Regions from separate parts of the Mus musculus genome. Here region 2 is linked to region 1. A link is a contact called in public HiChIP or PLAC-seq data. All regions are on one chromosome and are shown on one strand. Each heading gives the region's core, a stretch centred on a gene start, on an enhancer-like site or on the middle of the called end of the contact. The rest is flanking DNA. Distances are from core to core; before and after follow the strand shown. Region 1 overlaps Hs3st3a1 (heparan sulfate (glucosamine) 3-O-sulfotransferase 3A1). Region 2 has its middle 63 kb from the start of Gm30305.

Evidence for each region. HiChIP or PLAC-seq counts read pairs in DNA pulled down with a chosen protein or histone mark.
Region 2: an H3K4me3 HiChIP or PLAC-seq map of bone marrow-derived macrophages shows a contact between it and region 1, with 2.6 times the contacts expected there. The contact joins two enhancer-like sites. A contact is called at or near these places in 2 of 484 Hi-C or Micro-C datasets (bone marrow-derived dendritic cells and uterus) and 2 of 115 datasets of contacts at active chromatin or transcription factors (bone marrow-derived macrophages and fibro-adipogenic progenitors).

Annotation. Positions count from the first base shown.
Region 1 is chr11:64,514,785-64,520,427 of GRCm38.p6, reverse strand. Hs3st3a1 (heparan sulfate (glucosamine) 3-O-sulfotransferase 3A1) reads right to left here. Exons shown (of 2, transcript NM_178870.5): 2 at 1-230. Among named protein-coding and RNA genes, the nearest start is that of F930015N05Rik, 81 kb to the right of the region's middle. Within about 2 kb of position 3,222, at least 25 of the 459 cell types and tissues checked have an H3K27ac peak or open chromatin away from gene starts, as enhancers often do. A contact at or near this core is called in bone marrow-derived macrophages, where this site is marked.
Region 2 is chr11:64,653,067-64,658,709 of GRCm38.p6, reverse strand. No RefSeq gene overlaps it. Among named protein-coding and RNA genes, the nearest start is that of Gm30305, 63 kb to the left of the region's middle. Within about 2 kb of position 3,314, at least 20 of the 459 cell types and tissues checked have an H3K27ac peak or open chromatin away from gene starts, as enhancers often do. A contact at or near this core is called in bone marrow-derived macrophages, where this site is marked.

The sequences.
Region 1 (5,643 bases), core at 1,973-4,472:
CCGCGCTGCGGTTGCGGAACGTCAGGCTCTCGAAGCTGGGGATGTCCGGCCGCTTGGACAGCGTCTGCGTGTAGTCCGAGATGGCCCTGGTCACCGGGTCGCGCACCACCACGATGAGTTTGGTGTCCTTGGACATGGCCGAGATGCGCGCGGGTGCCTCCCGGGTCACAAAGTAGCTGGGCGTCTTCTCCATGGTGATCTGTCCCTCGAGGGTTCTGGGCATCAAATCCCTGTGGGAAAGCAAGAAGGCGTGTTAGAATCTGGAGAGTGAACCAAGTCCCCTTTTGGACCCCAAGAAGTGGAAAAAGCCACCCAGTCTGGGCTCAGACTTCCCCTGTGGGTGGCAATTCCAGCTCCCTGACTTCCTGAATGCCTGGTGGCAGTAACTGCTCTGCATTTCTTGAGCATGTCTTTTAATCTTAACACTAGTGGCCATAGGTGAACATACATATAAACAACAATTCTGTTATTTTTGTATAGCAGAAAATACAGACAAACCTATACTAGGAAGTTTCCGAGTTCATCCGTCTTAATTTTAATTTTAATTCCTAATGTAAAAAATGTCTGTTTTGTGCTAGTGAGTGAATCTGACTGTGCTTTCCACTCGGACTTGCATTTTATGCATAAGTCTGTGTTCCATACCATTGGGACAAGCATGAGACATAACGCCTCTGTCATACAGTTTTTGTGGCAATTATTGAATGCACCTCAAGTGCTCTGAAATGCTCCCAACACAGCATAAAGGCTCTGTTAGTTAGTTATCCAACTACAGTATGCAATGTCTCTGTGTCCTGAAAGAGAATTACATTGTCACAAACACAATTATAGTGCTATCAAAACGCATTAAAATACGGGATGCCATCCTGTCCAGGGCTGCCTCAAGTCTTAGAGTAGTGTTGTAGAGTAGTACAAAAACTAATAATGTCTCTCAACAAGGATTTCCTCATTAACAACGGGATCTTTTAAAAATATTTATTATTATTATTTTTTAATTATAAGTCTCCCTGTGAGTTTGTACACAGGTGTTTCTGGTGACCAGAAGTGAGCACTGGCTCTCCTGGAGCTAGGCTCAAATATGGCTCTGAGCCCCCTGAGAACTAAGTGCTGGGAGCTTAACTCTAGTGCTCTCAAAGAGCAGCAAGTGCTCTGACCCACTTAGCCATCTTTTTGGCCCCTTCTTTTCAGCATAATATCAAAGTGTGTCCTCCCCTAACGGTGATTAATTCATCCCTAATTCCAGCTACCTGCCTCCAGCAACAGTCCGAAAATAGTACACGGAAATTCCAGGAATAAGCAATCCATAATGTTTACATCACAAGCCATTCCAAATAGCATGGGAGAATCTCCCAGAGTCCCTCTCTGTCTATGCCGGACACGAATCTTTCCTTTTCCCAGCACATCCATACTGTATGTACTACTTGTCCATTAGCCATGTAGTGGCTAACTTGGCAATCACATTAGCTGTCACATTATCAAAGTTCCTATGCAGTGGAGGCTCCAAAGAGAAAGGGCAGCCATGGGGCATCAGAGCACAGCACACAGGAGCACACATTTAATACTGCAACTGCATGCAAAGGTACGGGGCATGTAGGGAAAGCAAAGGTAGCAGGAGGGGCTGGTATTAATCTGCATTTCAGACCCGTCCCCAACTGGTGCTCTTGGGAGGAGGGCAAACCTCATGGGTACAGTGGAAATGGCTTTTGTCATAAATACCTATCGGCTACATTGAAGAGTTCTGCTTTCTCTTTTGACAGCTGTATTTATTGTTCATTTTATCGGCTGTTTTGCTTCCCTAATTTTGTAGTATCTATTTAGCATTCAGACTAAAAGGGTGTATTTTTAGCACACATTCAGCACCCCGTGAGCAGTTTTAGTGTTGGATGCTTCTCTTTGCTGGTGTCCTAGCACCTGCCCCATCTTCACTGGTTGCTAAGTAGACAATAAGTGGGAAATGTCAACTATCAAAGACAAAGCACGTCAAGTGACTCTCATGCACATCATATCCCCTCCAGGAATGCACAACAATGGCCAGTTTCACATAGGAGCTTCCCTCATCTACTCCCTAACTATGCCAACTGGATCGCTTTAAAGCCAATTGGCAGACATCCTCTCAATTACTTTGCAAGTATTTCTTCTCTCATGAGGGTTGTTTCTGGCACACATTCCTCAGCCTTGTGTGCCTAGTGCTAACAATGTTTCAGCTCACACAATAGTGCTTTCCTCCCATGTTTGTTATTTTAGAAATCTTAATCAAGTGACTTTACTCTTCTTTGAGGTGGGCATGCTAGTTGTATATTTGAGCTATGGTGCTCAACTCCTATTTTTAACTCTGAAAGAATTTTGCGATTTATTTTATAACCCATCTCTTGACTATACCTTAAGATCCAGATGTAGGTGAGCACAGCTGGAAATGGGTGCAACATACCTGAAATGCCCATTGCCCTTCCTCACCTGTGCATGCCAAAGACTCCGAGGAATCAGCTAGATCAAGCACTTCTGGAACTTAAGATGCCCTTGTACAACACAAGCCAGGAAACCTGGCCAAAGCTGGTTGGAATCTCCCAGTAAAAGAAATTTGATCAAATCTATGGGAAAATGTTGAGCTTTAAGCAAACACCAAATATTCTGGAGGGGTAAGGGGTGTGTGTTGACTTAAAAACACAGGGGCAGATTCCTGTCTCCTTGTCTATAATCTCTAAGTTATAACTAGTTTACTTCACATTTTGCCTGAAATCTGAAAGAGAGGGCAGACTGCTCTTGGGAGTTCTTAGCTGGCTCGTCTCTTGGAGCAAATAGATCCCTAGGAGCCTTTCTCAGAGATTGAAGCTTCAGATTGTGCTTGCCCAAAACAAACACTACTAAACCGCAGAAAAAGAATCTGTATTTTAAAAGTCTATCTCAAAGAAGTGCTTAAAAAGAGACAGCCCAACAGAATTTCTCAAGAAGGTCATTCTTATCACCTCCTGTCACCCATGGGATGGGGAAATCTGACTGGTTCGGTGGGAGGAAAGAATTTGTTACACCATGGATAACAACCCAGGATCAAGAGTTCTGGAGACTGATTGCACAACGTGTGTGTATGTAGTTAATACCCTTAAACCTAAGGACACAGAGACAGACCACTTTATGCTGAGTACAGTTTACAGCAAGTTTTTAAAGCCCTCAAGAAGGAACAAAGGCTTTGAGAGGTGGATCTATCTAGATTATGTCTTTTGGCTTAAAGATGACTAAGCACTGGAGCTAATAAGTACGCAAGGGGGCTGTGGTTTCACTTTCATCTTGCTAAGCCAAAGGGAAATAAAAATAATTTTGACCATTTGTAGAACTGATCTGAAATCAGAAAATGAAATTTGTGGCTTCTACCTTCTAACTGCTGACAGGATGGGGCGGGGAGAGACAAGCTGTAACTTGATTTACCTAAGCTCGGGTTTTCATTTCAAAAGGGAAGTCAAGGCTTAGGCATCTGGCCTGTAAAGGACAGACAGAGCAACTCTGCTCCAGAGTGTTGCGCAACATTGCTCTAAAATTAGTGGTGACCAGTGACCTGAGTCCCACTGGCAGGAGGACCCCCTCAGTCCAGACAACAGAACCCCAGATAAAACCGGAGATGCCTTCTCTGCCATGACCCTGGGCTATCCAGCGTTGGCCCAGTGGGCTTAGACATTAAAGAAGCTTGGCTTGAATGTCATGAGCTGATCAATGTCTTTGGAGAGACACAGACTGACTGGTTGTTTTGGGAGAGGTGAGCATAGTCTTCAAGTGGATACAGTTACCAGAAAGAGCTGTTCATCAAAGTTTGTGTCTGCTTCGAATGTCATGCCACCATCATTTTGGAGCTGATATGTCATTGGGTAATCTCTATGGGTCTAGGGATTGTTCCTGTAGCTGTCTACACTACAAAAAATGTTGGAGACAAACAAGCCAGGACAGGCAGGCTAAGTTGATTGTTCTTTTCTACCAAAGCCAATGGTCAAGACCATAGATTCTGGTGGGAGTGCTAGAATGACCTGGAGGTCTTTCTCTCTCCCCACTGAGCAGGGGACACACTGCACTTGCCGTTGTGTGGGGCCTCTGGCATAGTGTAAGAATCAGGATGCCCCTTTGGATTGTGTGGCCAATGCTTCACCATTGGTCTGCATACAGACACCTCTGTTACTGGGAGAATCATCCAGAAGTAGCCGCCCAGGCCACTCAGCAACTACATTTGGTATGCTTCTAATCTAAATAAGAAGGTACAAAAGGACCCATGTGTTCAGGCATTTTTACCAATATGAGCCCATTTTCCCTGGATTCCCATTGTCCTCATGTTGTCTTCTTGATCCCTGTGTTCCCTATGTAACTAGTACCAACCTTTCTCCATATATAGCTTCAAATGAATGAATGGGTGGATAAATGGATGGATGAAAGGATGAATGGATGAATGGGTGGATGGGTGGGGGTAGATGGATGGATAAATGCTCCTTTCCTATTTGTTTTTATTAAATTGCATTTATTCAATTTTGACTGATCATCTCTTACTATATAGTACATTCAAACAAATCCTACATTGCTTGTAGATATAAGCAGGCTGAAAATTTACAAAAGTAGAGTCTAATGATTCTGAAGGAGGAAAAATGTTTAGAATGCATTGAAGAAACAAATTAATAAAATGATAAACTGGAGTAAACGAAAAGTAAAGACGTTTGGCAAGCGATACCATCATGTGGGTAAAGAGACAAACCCCAGCATGGAAGTATTTACAAACTGTATGTCTGTCAAGAGCCATATCTGTAATACACAAAGAACTCCTACAAATCAATAAGTTAAATAAATAAATAAACAGAATGAAAGAAAATGAGCAAAAGCCTTGAATAACAATTCCATAAAAACACAGTATTCAGATGTTTAATGAATTCTTGAGAAGTTATTTGGATTGATTAATCAGGGAAATGAAAATTAATACCACCTGTATCAATACCCCAACCTGACTCATCCACCCATACAGCTAGAGGAAAAGTAACTGAGGTTTTCCCAGTGTGGGTGAGGATGTGCAGCAACTGGAATCTTACTGGTGGAGTGCAAGCAGACACGGTGACTCTAGAACTGGTTGGCACCATTTATGAGAGCCAAATGCATATCCCCAGCAACTAGTGACAGTGCACAGCTGTCCACCCATGGTCACATACTCATGATGGTCCCAAATTCAAGGTACCCAAATACTCATCAAAACCCGAATACACCCAACATATACGCCCAATACAGCACAGTCAGAATGGATGGCTTCACATCTGCCAATCACACCTGCTTGTGTCTCACAAAGAACACTAATCAACTCAGCCAGTCCTGGTACTGTGTCTGCCATGTGACCTCTATGGTGGTTTGAGTGAGATAGTCTCCAAGAGTCTCTGGCACTTGAATACTTGATCCTCAGTTGGTGTCTCTGTTGGTGGGGGTTTAGGAGACATGGTCTGGGGTGGTAGAAGTCTGCCACTGAGGTGGAGTTTGAGAGTTTAAAGGCCTACTCCATTTCAAGTGTGCTCTCTTGGTTTCCTGATGATTTGAGATGTGAGCTTTTAGCGTTCCTGCCGTCATGCATGCATGGTGCTTGCAGGCCTGCCTGTTCTCTGTGATGGTGTCAGACTCATAAATATCCCTCTGGATCTG
Region 2 (5,643 bases), core at 2,065-4,564, 140 kb before region 1:
ACGTATTGGTGACTTTGTCTCAGGATGAGGCTACTGGAAGGCAGTGAAAGCTTGGAGGCTAGTGAGAGGTCCATGAGTCTTCAGGGGTGTAGTTCCCTTGCTCTCCCCTGAGTTCTCATAAACATCACTGCACAAAGAGTCAACCCAGCCCATCTCTCCTTTGCCTCTGCTCCATGTACAGCTGTAGCCATTTTGCACCTCTAGACGTTCCTGCCACGGTGTGCTACTGACAGCTATCCCCAACAGGGGCCAAACAAGTATGCCTTCCCAATCTTGAACTTTGAACCACCAAAACTAAGTGAAGCCAACCTCTTTATATGCTAGCTACCTCTGGTGACAGGCTCACACCATCAGGCCCAGTTACTGTCTTTATTTTTGAAATGAACATTGTAAGGCTCACTGGAAGCTAGGGCCTGGAACATGCCTTTGTATCCACATCAAGAAGCTTCCAAGTCCCTGGGCGGTGGTGGCGCATGCCTTTAATCCCAGCACTTGGGAGGCAGAGGCAGGTGGATTTCTGAGTTCGAGGCCAGCCTGGTCTAGAGAGTGAGTTCCGGGACAGCCAGGGTTACCCAGAGAAACCCTGTCTCGGAAAACCAAAACCAAAAACAACAACAACAGCAACAACAACAACAAAAGAAGCTTCTAAATCTTTCTCCGCCTCATGCTGCCTTCCTGTATCGTGTACTCTGCTCCCCTGTGCAGCTAGTCCTGAGTGTGATGAAAGGCTGACAGCTTCCCAACACAAGTTCTGAGGCCTGGACTGCACTCTCAGAGGTGGCTGTCCCTCAGCTTGGCTAGAGCCATGACGAGGTGCTTCATTATCGCTGTGTGGCAGTTCTCGTATTTTACATGCACCAGTTAATTTGAATGTGCATTAAATGCACCCTCACAGGGCAGAGATCCCCTAGATGGTGAAAGTAGCTTTCTTAGACTTGATTTCTAAGGGTGCAGTGACCGACCGTGCCAGCGTTTCTCCATTACAAGGCTCTAAAGGCTCAGCCTTCTCTTTGGAAGGAGAGCATCTCTCTAGACCTTCCTGGGAGGAAGCACGTCATGTCTTATCCAGAATAATGTGGATGTCTAAGAAAGCCCTCTTGGGTGTGATGGCGGCTCAGCAGCCGTTTTCATGTTGGGAGTGGTCATTTTTCCTTTGGGGGAAGTGACACAGCCTCATGGTTGGATTTCTAGGATCCTGATCCTAGTTGGTTCAGTGTCTTCTCGTGCACTCAGAAGCTGCTGGCAACACAGCGCTTGCTGACATTCTTAAACCTTCCCATCACCAAAACTCAGTCTGCGATCAGCCAAGTTACCCATTACTACTTTCTTCCTCTTTACTCCATAGGTCAGACAGTTCCTTAAATCCAGGAGAATCATCCCGTGTAACTCTTTTTCCCTTACTTTGGTGCATGTTGTGTGTGCAGTTGTTGGTGTGCATGTGTGTAAGTGTCCATGTGTCCATGTGTGTTCACTGAGGGTTTTTACTTGTTCTTGTGGGTTTTTATCCTTTTACATATTTTGAAGTACACTTTGAGCCCAGAATTTGATCTATCTTAGCAGTCATTTCACGAGAACTAGAAATGGAATGTGCATTCCTGATTTTGAGAAAAGTATGTTCAATAAGTTTGAGTTTCAACCATTTTATTTATACTGCTTTTGTGTGAAGTCTCTCCTCACTCATTTTCTGCCTGGCTGAAAGCTGAAGTCTCCAACCACAACAACAATTTTCTAGTTTGCAGTGCAGGCCTTGTCTAACCCTTTTGGTTTTGTTGTTAGTCACATACTTGTTTAAGTTTGCCTGCGGTCTTGGAGAATTGACTTCTGTATCACCAGGCAATGCAATCCCCTTCCTTCCCCTCCTCCTTTTCCTTGCTCTGAAGTCATGTTGATTTAGGGTAATACAGATACTTTGACTTTCTTTTGAATGGCATCTATGTTTCCATGTCTTCAAGTAATTAATTAGTTAACTGTCTAATCAGCTAATTCCTTTTGTGGTGCTGGACTCAAACTCAGGGTCTTTCCCAGGCTAGGTAAGCAATGCTAACACTGGAGCATTTTGCCCAATCCTGATCTCATTCCTTCTACTTTCTGGTTTGTTTTTAAAGTGTGTGTGATGGCTATTCTTGGTTGTAAACTTGACAAATCTGACATGAACTAAAATTAGAACATAGTTGGCACGTGAGTGAGGCTGAAATTGAAGTAGGAAGGTCTACTTCTAATCTGAAGCTTAAGGTAGTAAGACACTTGCTTTTAATCCTGATCCTGAGGTTGGAGGACGAATACCTTTAATCTAGATCTCAAGGAGGGAAGCCACACCTTTAATCTGGGCTTTACATTCTGCGGATGCCTATAGAAAGACATGGAAGAAGAATGATTTTGCTCTTTGTCTACTTATTTTTACCTTGCTATTGAGTCAATTGCATATATGATTATTATATAAGTATATATAATCATATATATTATGTTATTAAATTAAGTCTCTACATACACACACACATGTTTTAAATGGTTAGACCTCCACCTTTTAAATGGTTAGACCATTCACATTTAATGTGACTATTAACACCAAATCAGTATATAGCACACTTTTTTAAAAAACCTATTTGTTATATTTGTTGCTTTTATCTTTCCCTTCTGCATTGCCTGGTTTTATTTAAACATTTGTTTATTTCCTTAGCAAATAAACCATATTTCTTTCAATAAATTAGTGGCTTCCCTAGAGCTTACAAGACACACTTGTAATTGACCTAAGTCAACTATTACAAAATTATAGCACTTCACATAGGCATCTTGCCATAGAATATTCTAAAGTCCTCCTTCCTGTCCCTATGACAGTCTAGCCATAACATGTGTTGATTCATATGTTAAAGTTCCAAAAGTCATCATAATTGCTGCTTTAAGTTATGATACTTTGTGTTGACTAAGAATTCAAAAATAATTTTAGTTCCGGTGTCTTATTTCTAGCCTCCCGTTTTGATTCCTTCCTCCTAGGGTTCTTTCATGTTGATCAATTTCTCCAGTCAGAACTCTTTACACATTAATCATTGCTAATTTAAATCTCCAGTTCGATACATTTTAGTTTGTTGCCCTATCTTAGTTTGATCCTAATATCTGGAACTTTGGACTATTATTTTTTGAATGTTATAGTTCATTGTGATTTGTGTTTGAAGGGAAGGCAACATACATAAAGCAATGGGAACCTTGTTTCAGCTTTAAGTTTTAAATTAATCTGTGTAGAGAGTGGGTTATGACTATGTCTCACTTCTCCTTCAGCTATAATACAATGGTGATGTCATCCTACCCCCATGGCATGGGAAAGGGAAGGATGTTGCAATCTTAGAGTTTACTCTGTTTTTTTGTGGGTTTGTGGCCTCACTCCTGAGTTAACGCCTTCCCTACTGACTCCCTAGCTGTAACAGGAAATCTAGAAGGAATTACCATGGTGGGGAAAACACCATCCCCCAGGCTTCTCAAGGCTCTGGTGAAGTCCTTCACCACACTGCAGGCTCTTGAAGGAAAGAACATGGTGGCCTGTTTCATCATGAGCTTCACTTAATTTCCTCCTGAGAACCTGGTGGTTTTCCTGTATGTAAAACTCCAGGAAGCATGTCTCATCCCTACATCCAAAGCTGTGGCTCCCAGGGACCTGCACCTTTGGCTTCTAGTGCCTCCTCAGGTTTACTGTACATACTAAAACTTCTGATACTTGGCACCTCAGCATCTTCTGCTTCTGAAAGCAAATCTGCTATGTCTGGCATTATGTCCATCTCTCTAGATTGGAGGAATTTGTCTGTGACCTCACGTCTTGGGAAAACCCATGAAAGTCGAACAGTCTCCAGTTTACAGCTTTGTGTTTTATAAAGATGAGCTAGACATCTGCAGGCTCCTTTCCTGTCAGGGTGAAAACTGAGGCCTTTGCCTTTTTTTTTTCTTTTGAGTCTTTTTGGAGTCTACTCCCCCCTTACTTTGTGGCTTATCTCTTTTCTTTCAAAGTTTTCATACAGACTCAGAACTGCCCTTAGTACCCCAAGTCTTTTACACTGCAAACAAACTACTTCTATTGCCCCATACTGTACGTTTCAGATGTCCACAACCTATGGGCATCCATGCTGATGAAAGCTGATTCCTTATCCTCACATCCCAGACTCTGTAGATTTCCTCCAAATTTGCTATTGCCTGCCCTCTAAGAGGAAACACATAATCCATACTGGGAATCTCATCTCCTTGTCCCTCCAGGTAACCCCAAACTCTGCCTTTTCTCTAAGGTTCAGTCTGACTCCCATTTTCACCCCAAAGCCACACAATGCTTCACGGGTAGAAAAAGCAATCTTTCCAAAGGGCATCCTAGAAGCTTTGAGCTCAGTCTGATAACAGAACAGGAATTCTCTCAAGGACGCAGAGCTGGTTGGATTCAGAGCTGGGTGAAGAACACACAAAGCCTTTTCTCCCATTCATGACTCACCGAAGGAATAAGCTCTGTGTTGTTGCCCTTGGCAGCCCACCCCCTGAGAGCCAGACTTAGTGAAGAAGAGCTGAGCTTCAGCCCCCTGTGATTTCCATGCTGGTCCTTGGAAACTCCCACAGAGTACGGAATAGTGATGAGCATCCAAGCCATACCTGGATAGGTAGACCAGTGAGAACGTTCCAAAAAAGGCTCTGAGAGACTCCGTTAGGGTTTCTCAGCAAAAAAATCTGTTTTCAATTTCCATATAAAAACTATGTGAGCCATTTTAAACATAAATGTCTATAGTTAGTTCGCAAGAAAAGTAGTCAGTGCTTTTAACTGGTGAGCCATCTCTCCATTCCCCTGTAAAGACAAATTTAATGCATACTTATATGCATGTATGGTTTTAATAAAATTTTTATTATAAAGAAAATTAATGTTTTATAGTTAAATACAAATAACTGTAGAGATTTACCCCAATTTATGAGAGAGAGAGAGAGAGAGAGAGAGAGAGAGAGAGAGAGAGAGAGAATAGGATTATGAGTATATCAGGTAGTTTTGAGTCACTATGACCAATATACCTAACACAAACAAAACAGGGGAGGAAGGGTTCATTTTGATTCATGATTTGAAGGCGATTTCAGACCTCAATGGCAGGAAAGCTGTGGCCCAGTCAGCACTGTTTGTTAAGGTGTGCGGCAGAGGCAGAAGCGCACTCACTTATCTGTGGATCAAGAAGCAAAGTGAATGGTCCAGAGCTCGGAGCTGCATTGTGACTTTCAAAGGCTCAGCAATAATGCTTTCCCCAGGGTGTCCACAAACCCCTAAGCTTCTACAGCTTGCCAAAGAATGTACTTGCTTGGGACATTTCAGACTCCAATCATGACAGTGGCTGATTTTTCAATCATATCTTCAATCCTTCTGTATTTCCCAAGTCTGTGATTTTAAAAAAAACAAAAACAAAAACAAAAAACTTCTAGAATTATGATAAAAATAGGTTTTCTCTAAAAATTGAAGAAATATGGATGAGTTGAGTCTCTGTCAGATTTTCTCAGGACTCTTTGATTCTGGATAACAATAGCAGCTTGCAAGATTCCTCATGTTTCCCTGGAGCTCCTGTGTGTCCTCAGCCTTGGCCATGAGGTTAGGGTGGGTCTCACAGAGGAAGCCATTGTGGGAACTGGGCTTGCTAGCTTAGT